Linked DNA regions of Pan troglodytes: all the other regions are linked to region 1. The links are chromatin contacts, called in public Hi-C and HiChIP or PLAC-seq maps. All regions are on one chromosome and are shown on one strand. Each heading gives the region's core, a stretch centred on a gene start, on an enhancer-like site or on the middle of the called end of the contact. The rest is flanking DNA. Distances are from core to core; before and after follow the strand shown.

What was found. Hi-C and Micro-C count contacts between places; a contact is called where the count stands out from the background. HiChIP or PLAC-seq counts read pairs in DNA pulled down with a chosen protein or histone mark.
Region 2: an H3K4me3 HiChIP or PLAC-seq map of stem cell-derived excitatory neurons shows a contact between it and region 1, with 5 times the contacts expected there. The contact joins the promoter of SMIM20 here to the promoter of RBPJ in region 1. A contact is called at or near these places in 1 of 7 Hi-C or Micro-C datasets (stem cell-derived neural progenitor cells) and 1 of 1 datasets of contacts at active chromatin or transcription factors (stem cell-derived excitatory neurons).
Region 3: a Hi-C map of stem cell-derived neural progenitor cells shows a contact between it and region 1, with 5 times the contacts expected there. The contact joins the enhancer-like site here to the promoter of RBPJ in region 1. A contact is called at or near these places in 2 of 7 Hi-C or Micro-C datasets (blood and stem cell-derived neural progenitor cells) and 1 of 1 datasets of contacts at active chromatin or transcription factors (stem cell-derived excitatory neurons).

What each region holds. Positions count from the first base shown.
Region 1 is chr3:26,781,813-26,786,551 of NHGRI_mPanTro3-v2.0_pri, reverse strand. It overlaps RBPJ (recombination signal binding protein for immunoglobulin kappa J region), which reads right to left and starts at 2,264. Exons shown (of 12, transcript XM_001166354.7): 1 at 1,840-2,264; 2 at 1,198-1,313. The coding sequence starts at 1,893.
Region 2 is chr3:26,371,029-26,375,767 of NHGRI_mPanTro3-v2.0_pri, reverse strand. It overlaps SMIM20 (small integral membrane protein 20), which reads right to left and starts at 2,336. Exons shown (of 3, transcript XM_024356026.3): 1 at 2,096-2,336. The coding sequence starts at 2,204. It overlaps LOC107974217 (a long non-coding RNA gene), which reads left to right and starts at 2,408. Exons shown (of 4, transcript XR_010156500.1): 1 at 2,408-2,507.
Region 3 is chr3:26,491,180-26,495,918 of NHGRI_mPanTro3-v2.0_pri, reverse strand. No RefSeq gene overlaps it. Among named protein-coding and RNA genes, the nearest start is that of SMIM20, 120 kb to the right of the region's middle. Within about 2 kb of position 2,873, at least 9 of the 24 cell types and tissues checked have an H3K27ac peak or open chromatin away from gene starts, as enhancers often do. A contact at or near this core is called in stem cell-derived neural progenitor cells, where this site is marked.

The DNA of each region.
Region 1 (4,739 bases), core at 1,015-3,514:
ATTGGAGACGCTTTAATCCCGAGAGAAAGGGGTGGCGATAGGGGGGCGGGAGGGTACAAGAAATCCCGAGAAAAAGAGGTGCGGAGGAGAAAACTAAGTATCCCATGCATCTTTCAGACCCACAAAACAACAACAAACCGTAGAGTCTTGTGTGCACTTAGAAGCAGCAGACGGAGTCCCCGGGGCTGAGACAGTTCAGCAGACGTACACCGTGGGTTGTGGATAAATCAACCGATGACGGGAGAGGAAGGGGGTGCCGAGAGAATAAGCCCGTGGATGGGGGAGACAAAGCGTCGGGGGGTGATCCAGGACCATACAGAAAGGTGAGAGGGGACCCACAGGAGAAAGACAATGGAAGAACAATTAAGGCAGAAATCTGGTGCCCGGGCTGTGGCAGGTCACTGGGCTAACGACAAGAGTGTGGCACAACAAAGGGGCACGGGAGGAAGGACAGCGGAGGGGAGGAGATGGAGAGGGGATGCGGGACGCCACGGGTCGGACAAAGCGCCCAAGGCGGCGAAACAAAGGGCCGGGGATAGAGAGTCGCAGGGGGTAGCGGTGAAAGACAAAGCGCCCGGGGCCGGGGGCACTAGCGGGGCGAGGCGGCGACAACGGCCGCGAGGAACAAAGATGCACGGGGCCCCCAGGCAGAGCCCGCTGGAGGCGCGCGGGAGGCACGGCGCCCGAGGGCCCCGCGCGCCCGGCCGCACTCACGCCCGCACCCGCCGGCCTCGCCGCCGCCGCCGCCGCCGCCCGCCCTCACGCGCTGGAGCCTGAGCCACGGCAGCGCAGAGCGGCAGCGCACGGCCACACGCCGCCGCCGCCGCGCTCGGCGCACGCGACGCCGCCCCCGCGGGCCCCCGAACGCCAAGCGCGCCGCGGCCCCCGAACCCGCTGCCCGCCGTGAGCTGCCAGACGCCCGCAACTTTCCCGGTTCCCGGCGCTCCGATTCCCTCAGACTTACCCTGTCACAACAGGCGCCATCTTCCACAAACTCTCGCCAAAACTCCAACCCTCGCGAGATTCCCCCCGACGCCTTCCCTGGTCCCTCTCCCCCGCCCCTTCCCTTTTTCCTCACTCCTCGATTCCACCCAGCCCCCGCGCTCCCTTTCCCCTCGCCGCCGCCGCGAAGAGCCAGACGCCTCGCGCCGCCCGCAGACTAGGGGATCCTGCTCGCTGCCTTCCCTGGAAACCTACCCAGGCGATGGAGCATGCGCAGGCGGCTCCTCCGCGGGCGAGCCCTCCGTGTGGTCCATGGGGAGCGCTCCGGTTATCCGGGTTTTGGGACGCGCCTTGAGGGACGTACGTGGAGACTGAGGAAAACCGGAGGGGATTACTACGGGGACGAGGAATGGAGGGGTCAGGAGGCGGGGCCGAGGAGAAGGGAGGAGGGGTCCTGGGAAAATGGGCTGCGTTTCACAGGCCTAGATGAAACACCTCCTCAATGGGTGTTTTCCAAGCGGCTTCCCGCTCACTCTGGGTTCCCAGCTCTTTTCATTCATTCAAACGTTCCCTGGGCTCCTCCTTTATGCTAATCTCGGCGTTTGGTGCAGGAGCGCCAGAGATGTCTGGGGTTCGGGCAAGTGACACGTCGGGGACTGTCTTCATTCATTACACCCCCCCATGCTAATGAGGAGGCCCTTCCAGAGCTCCTCAAGCGGAAAACTTTTGCAGTTGAGCTCTCTCGCCTTAGCGTTCTCCTTGGGTGTGAAATGAGGTCAAGCCAAGGCCTCTAGCAAAGACACCCCTAATGGCCACCTCGCAGACACACGCCAGAGCGCGGAGTAGTTCTCTCCAGAAGGGAAAACTGCCTTGGAATTGAGAGCCACATTCTCCCACCTCCGAGTCTGGCCAGAGGACCCGATCAAAGCTCTTGCCGCTCGCGTGCTGCATGGCCTCTCTAAGACCCCATCGCAGCCACCACCGTGTGTGAGCCCAGGTGTGTGTTGAGACCACTACTGCACAGGGAACCGGGCCACCCGAGGGCCTGGCACAGCCGAGGACACTGCCGGCTGCCCGAATCGCGCTTCAGGCGGCCTGATCCCGGAAGCCCCCGGGCAAACCTGGCCCCACGGGGCATGGAACAGCAGGGTGAAGGGCCCGAACCCCGCCCCCTCCTCCTACCTGCAGCCCCCCATCTTTCCCCTCCTTTGCCCTTTCCTTTCCTAGAGATTCCCAGATCCAGCACTGCCTCCCGCAGGGAGCCCCAAAACCCGGAGAACTGGAATTCGCCGCCCGAAACCTGTTGAAGGCGCTGCAGGATTGGCGCGGGCCGCGCGAGCGGCACTGCGCATGTACCCAATGCGGGCAGTCCAGTCTCACGCTACACCTCCTTCCCACCGCCTTCCACTACTCGGCTCAGACACAACACGGCCGTGGGAAATTTCCTAAACCTCGCGAGAACGTGCCCCCTGTTGCCTAAGCTTTCGCCCCAAATCTCGCGGAGCCAAGGCAGGACAGGTGTTTGCCTAGACCAGCTCCGGGCGCCGTTCGTGCAGCGCGTGCCCGGGAGGCGGGCGGCGGGCGGCGGGCGGCGGGCGCGGGCGGGGTGGGAAGGGAGCGGCTTGCCGCGGAGGCGGGGCGGGAAGGCGCGTGGCTGGGAGCACGGGGCGGAGGGCGGCGGGGGAGGAGACCCACGTCTCGCACACAACACGCACACGCCCTGTGACGCTGGATGGAAGACGAGGGGTGGGGAGCCTCGAACGGAGGAAGGGGAAGCCAGGAGGTTGGAAGTCGCTGCCTGTACGGAGAGTGAGAGGTCAGGCTCTAGGGAAGGAGGAGCCCCAGGCCGATCTCCCGGGGAGGTTTCCTGTCGCCCTCCACAAGCCTGGTACTTTCCTAAAACGTGTTAGACACCGCGCCCCCGCCTCCGGGAGCTGACAGACAGCCCCCAGAGTCGGGTTTGAGTCATGCCTTGAGTCACCTAGTCTGGCCACTACTTCGCTTACTTTGAAACAAGTTCTGATTCCTTAGCTACTCTACTTTAGCAATTGGTTTCTTTTTTTTTTTTTTTTTTTTTGAGACGGAGTCTTGCTCTGTCGCCTAGGCTAGAGTGCAGTGGCGCGATCTCGGCTCACTGCAAGCTCCGCCTCCTGGATTCACGCCATTCTCCTGCCGCAGCCTCCTGAGTAGCTGGAACTACAGGCGCCCGCCACCACGCCCGGCTAATTTTTTCTATTTTTTAGTAGACGGAGTTTTACCATGTTAGTCAGGATGGTCTCGATCTCCTGACCTCGTGATCCGCCCGCCTCGGCCTCCCAAAGTGCTGGGATTACACGCGTGAGCCACCGCGCCTGGCAGCAATTGGTTGTTTTCTTTCTAATCTACCCGCTGGCCCTGTGAGCTGGGTAGAAAAATAAATAAATAAATAAATAAACAGCTCTGCGCCCTCGCCTTGTTGCCTTGTATAGATTCTTGCTCCCGTTTAAGGACACGATTTTTAAAATTTCTTGTCAGTCTCTTCTTAGCCTTTTGAAGTAATCTTACAAATCAGTTTCTGTTTTTTCCTCCCACTAATATGGCTTTTTTGCTTTCCGTCACCTTTCCGTATTTTTATTGCAATATTCCATTTTACGTATTGCTGCGGCAGGTGCTATAGTGACTACTGTTTTAAATGCAGCCCTTCCTTTTGGATCATTCATCCAATGAGTTCCTGATTACGTAAATTCTTCAATCAGCCACGTTTCAGATTGGCCCTGATGTGGTTTCTATACCAGCCTTAGCCTGGCATTATCTAGGAACCAGTGTCTTCCTGCTCACGTCACAGCCCCGTAAATGTAGAGTTGAATTGAATTTTGATATTTGGAGGACAGTGAATTCTCTAATAGGAGGAAACCCTGGTTTTTAAGTTGTTTTCAAGGTTTTAGGGGTGTGTGTGTGTGTGTGTGTGTGTGTGTGTGTGTGTGTTTGCCTATTGATTATATACACAGAAAAAAACAGACTTAAAACCATTTGGTGCAATATCTCAGTGCAAGTCTGGCTTGGAACAGGATAGCTCAGGAGGAGGACAAAGCCCTTGGGGCACATATTCCTTGGAGCTGTCATCCCAAGAAGGTATTTCAGTCATGGCCTAGTCCAGACCACTGATCTAATTTGGAATCATGGCCTTCTGAGAGCCCCAGCGACCTTGGGAAGCCATGGTAACCACAAAGGGAATAACAGCTCCCCCTTTTTGCCCTAAAACATGCTCCATCTGCAGCCCTCCCACATCTCAGGAAAGGACAACTCCATTCTTCCACTTATGTCAAGAACCTTGGAGTCCTTGCCTCCTTTCTCACACCCAAGATACAATTGGACGGAAAATCCTATTGGCTCCACCTTCAGAATATACTCACATTCCAAATACTGTCACACCTCTTTGGCTACTAGCCTAGTCTAACCCATCTTATTTCCCACCTGGTTTAAGGAAGTTCCCTAACTGGTCCTCCCTTCTTCCGTTCTTGCCTTCCCGCAGTCTGTGCTAATAGAGCATTCTCAGTGGCCCTCTAGAACTCCTCCATGACTTTCCCATTTCACTATGAGGACTTAGACAATGTTGCCTACTGCCAAACCCCCCGATCTATCTGCCTTCACCTCCTCCTCTACCTCTCACTCTGTGGGCTGTCACCAGTTGCCTTCCTTACTGTTCCTGGGATGCCCCAAGCACACTTTCAGCTCCAAGCCTTTGCTTTTTCCACTACCTGGAATGCTCTTCCCTCATATACCTTATAGCTCATTCCCTCACTCCTTTCCTGTCTTTG
Region 2 (4,739 bases), core at 1,087-3,586, 410 kb after region 1:
AAATGGAACCAGAGGCCAGGCGTGGTGGCTCACACCTATAATCCCAGCACTTTGGGAGGCCAAGGCGGGTGGATCACCTAAGGTCAGGAGTTCGAGACCAGCCTAGCCAACATGGTGAAACCCTGTCTCTACTAAAATATACAAAAATTAGCTGGGCATGGTGGCAGGTACCTGTAATTCCAGCTACTCAGGAGGCTGAAGCAGGAGAATTGCTTGAACCTGGGAGATGGAGACTGCAGTGCGCCGAGATCAGGCCACTGCACTCCAGCCTGGGTGACAGCGGAAAAAAAGAAAAAAAAACAAAAAGGAACCAGAAAAGTGGGAAGGCACAGACTGCCTGCCTTCTAGTTAAAAATGCAGATATTATAGTTACATTCACTAAATGTTCACCCACAGATGAACATCACCTGATTTGTCTGTCTCAAGACATTCAGACAACCACAGATTCTGGAGTATCCCTAAAAGACTGTTGCTGGGATACACAGTACAAGCCCCCATCTTGACCATTTCATCTCAAGCAGGGTTTCTCAACCAAGGCACCACTCGAATTTTAAGCTGGGTAATTCTTTGTCATGGGGGTCTGTCTTGTATGCACTGCAAAAAGTTTAGCAGTATCCCTGGCATCTATCCACAAGAAACCAGTAGCAACACTCGACCCCCCCCATCCCAAGTTGTGACAAGCAAAAATGTCTCCAGATTGAGCCAAATATCCTGCGGGGCAAAATCACCCCTAGATGAGAACCACAGCTCTAGTTTTCAGAACTGACTTTTCCAATGGGATGCAAAGCAGACCCTTTGTCCCAAGTTCTAGTGGCCTCAATATAATCGCTGGGGCAGGCGTCCGCTGAAGAAGGATGGTGGAAACAGATCCCGCAGGGCTTCACACAGCCCACCTTACTCCCACGCATGGTGCATGCAGATAAGCTGGAAGGCAGAACATAGTGGCCATTTCAGTCTTGGCTAATGAAAAGAAGCTACAAGGAAATCTGAGTGTGCACTTAAAACACTCTGCCTCCAGAAATCGACTGCTGCAACATTTGTAATGGGCAGAACATTTACACGGAGCTTTCGCCTTCAATTCGCCAAGCTTTCAGTGTCCGTTAATATTCCCAAGGGACAGGGTTGGCCCTCTTCCATCTTCAAGATGATTCGGGTTTCCTGGTGAACAAAATGAGCCTCTAATGCCTAATATTTTCTGTCTGACAGATGGTTTCAGATGTATCAAAGTGCTAATCCTTGCTGAGGTATAGGTCTCAAGGAAGAAGAGTTTGGCTTTTAGAATGATAGGACTGGAATGATTAAGAAGGAAAATTACTCCCAGGATTTCACCATTACCATGTGAGCAATCGGCTTAAAACGAAGGAAACCAGCAGAATCGGAAAAACAATTTGAGGAAAAAGAAGAGAAAACACTAAAAACCCCAGGTTAACCGTTTGGGTTTGAAACAGTCACACTCAAAAAACATCTTTGGGAGTGGAAATGAAGTGCAGTAAAAGCACCTTTCCACTCAGGAGGATAAGGGTTCCATCTGGCTCCCCCAGTCACCATTCCCAGCCTGGGTGCTTGGAGAAGGCTCTGGACAGAGGCCTGGGGTTGGATATATTTGCCTTGTCACTTACTTGCTGTGTGACCTTGGGAACGTTATAAATCCTCTGAGCCTCTCAGTTCCCTCATTTGTAAAATGGGCATGTTTTACATATATACTTCAAGGTGAGCTTGTGCAAATGAAACGATCCAACATATGCCTAACCTGACGTATAATAGGCATTCAGTGAATTTTAACTGTAAATATGAACTGGTACTTAGCGTCAACTTATGTGAGGACTGCTTTCATATACATGATCACCTGAGTCTCACAGGAGGCTCGGCATTTTAGCATAGATGACGTAGCCATAAACATTCACAGATGAGGATACTGAGAGTCCTAGAGGTTGAGCAACTTGTCCACGGTCACAAAGCTGCACATGGCAGGATTCGAACCCGGCTCTCCCTAACCCTCGAGCCAAGTTCTTTCCACGGCACCACGTGGAGCTCACAGAGGGGAGGTGTGTGTGTTGGGGAGTCAGGTCACCGCAAGGGGTTAGAGATCACTCACTGTACTCCTCCAATCTCATTAGGGGCCGGAAATAGATGGGATAGAAGGCGGCGCCGATCAGGGAGATGAAGCCGCCGAAAATGAGCGCGGTGCGCAGGTTCCGGGACATGGCGTCAGGCCCCGGGCTGCCCTGACCCGCCGACCGCCCGGCACTCTCGGAAACCAGGTTACCGACGGCCGGGCCGTGACCCCGCTCGGAAGAGGTGGAGAGGCTTTCGCTTCCGGGCCTTGAGGGAGGGACGAGGAGGAGGGGCGGAGCGGAGAAAGAGACAGGGGTGGAGTCAGAGGCGGGGCCTCAAGGCTGGGGGCGGGGCCAGGAAAGGGGTGGGGTCACAGGCGGGGCCTCGGACCCCGCCCTCCGCCTTCCCCGGGATTCCGTGCTGTGCGGGCCGGACGCTGGCATTGGATTGAGGTTGGAGCTGTTTTGCTGCACTCGATTCCCGCGGGCCCTGTTCTGTCTACTTTCCTTCCTTCGGCCCGGTTCCTCCCTCAGCACCCTCCAGACCTCCTTTACCATCGCCTTCTTTACCAGCCGGCTTTCTCGTCCATCCCCCGTTAATTTCTTATTTAGCGACTGTCCGCCGTGCGCCAGATGCTCTCTGTCGCTCGCGCAATTAATCCTTTTATCAGTCTGCTTAGTTTACAGGAGAGGGAACCGCGGCTCCGCTGCGCGGCTTTGGACGAGTCACTCGTCCTTCTTGAGGGAGGTTTGTACGTATCAGAGACAAAGGGGCAAATCTCTGGCCCGAGAGGGCCTGCTGGGGGATTCTAAAACCGGAGCTGCGGGGCTTCTGCACCAAGACTAGCCTAGGAGGAACGTTGTTTCAGCATCCGAGCTACTCTCTTTCTCCATCCCATCCTCTCTCCCTCCATCCCATCCTCTCTCCCTGTTCCCTGTGCTGGGATGCCTTGGCCAAGGCAGAGAGCCAGCATCCGGTCCCATCCATGGGGCCACGGGGCGCTTCCGTATTGTCTGGGTGGGGGCCACCGAGAACAGATACCTCTTTCCTCTTCCTCAAGTTGCCATCCTCCGCCCTCTGCACCACACTGCCCTTACAAGTGGGCTGTGCCTGACTATGACCTGCCCAGGGATACTGGGCAGCTGAGACACAGATTCCTTGGGCCTCCATGCCTTTATAAATAGGAATCATGCCAGCAGCTGGGCCTGGGGAGCAAAGAGGATATCTGTCTTGACCCTAGCAGCATTATTTAGGCCACAACAGATCTACAAGCGTTTCAAAATAGCTTGGAGAGGACAGGTTTCCTCTTTCTTTGTAATCTTGTAGTTGCATCAAGCTACTGTCTACCTCTGTGGCTCTAGAAGCATGTAAATCAGTTATTCAATCTCTCCCCAGATTCATGGACTATCTGCCATGCCCCAAACACCAGGCAGAGTGCTAAGGGGACACAAAGATGAATAAGATGTGACCCCTGCTCTCTAGGATCCTGTCGCATAGATGAAGAGATAGAACATATCTATAAAAAATAACTAATGACCGACATTGCCTGCTGCCGACACGTGTTATGGTCCTGCGGGCTACAGAAATTCAGAGGAGGAAGACAGATGACTGCAGTGTGGCAGCTGCTCCTCGGGCACTTACAGGAGCTTGATAGGATGAGGACAGAAGACTTCATAGCACAGAGGGAACTGTGACACCAGCTTTATATCACACGATAGAAAATACCCAGGTGAGGGCTGTGGACAGTGGCTCATGCCTGTAATCCTAGCACTTTGGGAGGCTGAGGTGGGTGGATCATGAGGTCAGGAGTTCGAGACCAGACTGGCCAGCATGGTGAAACCCTGTCTCTACTAAAAACACAAAAAAATTAGCCGGGCGTGGTGGTGCACGCCTGTAGTCCCAGCTACCTGGGAGGCTGAGGCAGGAGAATAGCTGGAACCTGGGAGGCAGAGCTTGCAGTGAGCCGAGATCGCTCCACTGCACTCCAGCCTGGGTGACAGAGTGAGACTCCGTCTCAAAAGAAACAAAAAACAAAAAGAAAGAAAATACCCAGGTGTAGTGGGCATCGTCATTTTATCAGCCCTGTGGCCACTTCCCTTTTTTCTGTGAATAGTACCCCAAGTATCTTTCTGGGACCCACTCTTTTCCTACTCTTGGTCCATGAGATAAGCTAGGACTCCCCATCCTCATCCTACTTCTTCCCAGCTCTGAAAGTTAAGCATAAGGGCCTGACCAAGCTTCCTCGTCACAGGGATTGGTTGGCACCCAGGACTCAGTCTTGAGGTTAGTATTGATTAGGAATCAGTCCTGAACACCTAATGTAGTTGCATCCTCCTGGCCACATGACCCAAGCTGAGCCAACCATAGTCTATTCCAGCTACTGGAAAGTTGGATTTGAACTTGAGCGAATGAGACTCGAGCTACTGGGGGCCATCATTTAGGGACAGAAAAGGAAGTCAGTACAGCAGAAGGAGGGCTGAGAGGTGGGGAGAAATCAGATGCTAGTGTTGCATTTGTGCCAGCTGTATCTCAGAAGAGCTCTACCCCTAGACTGCTCAGTAACATGAGCAATAGAGTCCCCCTTTCTCTGAAGCCAGTTTGAGTTAGGTTCTGTCTTTTACAACAGAAGGAGTTCCAGATAAAATCTCTGAGGATGTGACTCCACTTGGAGCTGCAAGGCAAGG
Region 3 (4,739 bases), core at 1,624-4,123, 290 kb after region 1:
GCCTGGATTTAGACTCAAGTTTGTCCGAATCTAAAGCTTGTGTCAATTCCACTACTCCACCTTTCCTCTCCAGTTAGTTAGCCCTGCCTCCCTACACACACACACACACACATGCACGCACAGACCACAGAAGAGAGTGGATGAAATTATATAGAGTGTCAGAAAAAGAGATGACCTAAGACATTATGGAAACCAACTCATTTATTTAACGAAGGAGGAAACTGAGGCCAAAGAAATTCAATAATTTGTGTAAAGTGCTGTGCTCTGGGCTTTGGGCCTACTTAAAAGCTGGATCTAGGTTTATTCCTGTTGATAACCATATTCGATTTAATTATTTTTTTTTTTTTTAGGTGGAGTCTCACTCTGTAGCCTAGGCTGGAGGGCAGTGGTGCCATCTCGGCTCACTGCAACCTCCACCTCCCAGGCTCAAGCGATTCTCTTGCCTCAGCCTCCTGATTAGCTGGGATTACAGGTGCCTTCCACCATGCTCGGCTAATTTTTTGTGTTTTTTTTTAGTAGAGACAGGGTTTCACCACGTTAACCAGGCTGGTCTCGAACTCCTGACCTCAGGTGATCCGCCCACCTCGGCCTCTCAAAGTGCTAGGATTACAGGCCTGAGCCACCATGTCCAGCGTCATATTTGATTTAATTTAATCCACAACCGTACAGAAGATATGTAGCTGAGCGAGTGATCCCAGCCTAGCTGGGCAATAAATACACACATATCTAAATACAAGGCAGGATGTGAGAGATTCAGAGTGGTGCAGGCCTTAGAGGAGGGAGAAGTCTCATCTGACTTAGTAAACTTGAGAAAGATTTCTCATAGGAAGTGATACTGAGATGAGCCTTGAAAAAGGACTGGAAGATAGAAAATTCAGGTGGGGACACGGCGCAGCAATGGCATGGCAATGTGAAAACATGGGCTGTGCATCCGAAGAATCAGACAAAGCGTGGTCCTTACCTGAAGGTGCAGGACTGGAGACGATACTGTATGTAGGGTGGACTGGGGTGTGCTGGGGAGTGATGAGAGTAGAGATAGATAGCTGGAGCTTTAACAGAACAATAAGAGAAAGAAGAAAATCTAAGTGATTTGGACCTGATGAGAACAGAGTTCTTCAGACTGCAAGACAGGGGAAGGGGGATCCCATTTCAAGGCAGTAACATGCTTTCTCTTCCGGTTCCCACTCTCCCTGTTCTCCCTTGATATCTGGCTGCAGGGGGAGGAGGCGTGATGAGATGGGGAGAGGGGAAAATTGTGGGCAGATTCAACTCGGTTACAGGAGGAATCCCAAGAGACACCCAGGCAATGCTGAGCTTTGGTCATTCAAAATAAGGTTATGCAGAAAGTTCCTGCCTGAGAGGCCAGACCATTATTCTGAGACGGGATTTTTCAAATTCTTCTTCCTCTTCCCTTGGTATTTCAAGGTGAATCCTAAAGCACTGAGCTAGGGATTTCCAAAATACACAGCTCGATACCAAAGCCAGTCACTAAGCGTTCAGGGGAGTCTGGAAGGAGGAAATGTGGAGAGAAAGAAGTCAAGGGAAAGCCCACCGTGCTTTTTCTGTACCTGGGAATCTTTTAAAAAGAGAAGGACGTGGACTGGCTGAGAATAGCCAAGACATCAACAGAGTTGATGGAAGACCTGGCTTTCCCATCTCTGGGCCCGCAGAGGGACAGCGTTAGAGACGTCACCCTTCAGGACTCCGAGAGGAAGCCACTTCACAAGCTGCCCCCTAAGAACCCAGGCTGCAGCCCCGGAAAGGAGCTGCGTTATGGTCAGCCTGGGGGCTTCCCAGAGCTCCCTTCAGTCCCACGGGGCACAGATGCTGAGTCGGGAACCAGTGGACCCACCAGTGAGCTTGCTGTTATGAGACAAGGTGACCGCCCGGTCACGCCCAAGGGCTGGACCTCCCCACGAACAGACTGGAGAGCCACTGGGGGATACGGGGAGAGCTCTGGGGCTGCAGCCCACTCGGGGCACTGCCTGGGCTGGAAGAATGGGCCACACATTCAGTACTGGAGGCCAGGAGGTCCAGCACGACACAGGCCACAAAAGGACGTCTCCCCAAAGACCAGCAGGCAGCAGCTGGCACACAGCCAGGGACCTTCATGGGACCAAGGAACCCACTGCTCTGCTGCCACGGCGGGGAAAGCCCCCTCGCTCCCCATATCCCTGCCTCCGCAGTGAGAGACAGAGCAAGCAGCAGCTCTCAGAGACACTGAGCGCTTTTCCTAAAGACCCAGCACTATCTGCAGGGTTTAAAATATCAGCTCGAAGTTTAACTGGATTGGACATCTCATTTATCCTCCCATCCCACTAACTAGTGGGTGAGGCTCAGAAGAGAAAGACCAGATTAGTTCTAAGCAATATAGTGATCCTCCGTTTTCCCTTCGCATCCGATGTGCTGTAGGAGATATATTTGTACAGCCTGGTGACTATGAGTCCTTGGGACAGCAGGGCCAGCCTGGGGAGGGCCCCTGCGGCGGTGGCAGGGTGGGCTCTGCTGCTCTGCCTCCCTGGCAGGGCTCACTGCGGCAGAGTAGGGAGGCCTTGTGGCGAAGGTCCTGAGCAAGACGTGGGGTCTCCGTTCCACCAGGGGTGGGTGGGGGCCGGCCGGGATGGAGGAGAGATTCAGGAGTAGAGTGGGAGGCTGTCCCAAGCGCCTTAGGCCTCTGGGGAGCAGCGGCCTGCCAGGATGGTCTGGAAGGCACGTTCACCCAGGCCCGGAGGCCGGGTTTCCCTGGCCTGGCGGAGGTCCCCTGGGACGCCCCTTCCAGGGGAAGCCGCGATTCCCGTCTCCGCAGCCCTGAGCCTGAGAGCGAAGCGGGGCCGGCCGGCTTTGCGAATGGCGCTGCTGCCCCCTCCTGGGTGGCGCCCGGCAGGTCCTGCGTGTCTGGAGCGGCCTCGCCGGCAACCCTCAGGGTGAATCCCCCGAGGTCGGACTCCGCCTCCCCGACGCTGCCCCTCCTCTGCATCCGCACGTAAAATCACCCAGGCCCATCCCCTCTCTATATAAAATCACCCAGGCCCATCCCTTCTCTATATAAAATCACCCAGGCCCATCCCCTCTCTATGTAAAATCACCAGGCCCGTCCCCTCACTATATAAAATCACCCAGGCCCGTCCCCTCTCTATATAAAATCACCAGGCCCGTCCCCTCTCTATGTAAAATGACCAGGCCCATCCCCTCACTATATAAAATCACCCAGGCCCGTCCCCTCTCTATATAAAATCACCCAGGTCCATCCCCTCACTATATAAAATCACCCAGGCACATCCCCTCTCTATATAAAATCACCCAGGCCCATCCCTTCTCTATCTAAAATCACCCAGGCCCATCCCCTCTCTATGTAAAATCACCAGGCCCGTCCCCTCACTATATAAAATCTCCCAGGCCCGTCCCCTCTCTATATAAAATCACCAGGCCCGTCCCCTCTCTATGTAAAATCACCCAGGCCCGTTTCCCCTCTCTATATAAAATCACCAGGCCTGTCCCCTCTCTATGTAAAATCACCAGGCCCGTCCCCTCTCTATGTAAAATCACCCAGGCCCATCCCCTCTCTATGTAAAATCACCCAGGCCCGTCCCCTCTCTATATAAAATCACCCAGGCCCGTCCCCTCTCTATGTAAAATCACCCAGGCCCGTCCCCTCTCCATGTAAAATCACCCAGGCCCGTCCCCTCTCTATATAAAATCACCCAGGCCCGTCCCCTCTCTCTATGCAATCACCCAGGCCCGTCCCCTCTCTATGTAAAATCACCCAGGCCCGTCCCCTCACTATATAAAATCACCCAGGCCCGTCCCCTCTCCATGTAAAATCACCCAGGCCCGTCCCCTCTCTATGTAAAATCACCCAGGCCCGTCCCCTCTCTCTATGCAATCACCCAGGCCCGTCCCCTCTCCATGTAAAATCACCCAGGCCCGTCCCCTCTCTCTATGCAATCATCCAGGCCCGTCCCCTCTCCATGTAAAATCACCCAGGCCCGTCCCCTCTCTATATAAAATCACCAGGCCCATTCCCTCTCTATATAAAATCACCCAGGCCCGTCCCCTCTCTATATAAAATCACCCAGGCCCGTCCCCTCTCCATGTAAAATCACCCAGGCCCGTCCCCTCTCTCTATGCAATCACCCAGGCCCGTCCCCTCTCCATGTAAAATCACCCAGGCCCATCCCCTCTCTATAAAAAATCACCCAGGCCCGTCCCCTCTCTATATAAAATCACCAGGCCCGTCCCCTCACTATATAAAATCACCCAGGCCCATCCCCTCTCCATGTAAAATCACCCAGGCCCGTCCCCTCTCTATGTAAAATCACCCAGGCCCATCCCCTCTCTATGTAAAATCACCCAGGCCCGTTTCCCCTCTCTATATAAAATCACCCAGGCCCGTCCCCTCACTATATAAAATCACCCAGGCCCGTCCCCTCTCTATATGCAATCACCCAGGCCCGTCCCCTCTCTATGTAAAATCACCCAGGCCCGTCCCCTCTCTCTATGCAATCACCCAGGCCCGTCCCCTCTCCATGTAAAATCACCCAGGCCCATCCCCTCTCTATATAAAATCACCCAGGCCCATCCCCTCTCTATATAAAATCACCAGGCCCATTCCCTCTCTATATAAAATCACCCAGGCCCGTCCCCTCTCTATGTAAAATCACCCAGGCCCGTCCCCTCTCTGTGTGAAATCACCCAGGCCCATCCCCTCTCTATGTAAAATCACCCAGGCCCATCCCCTC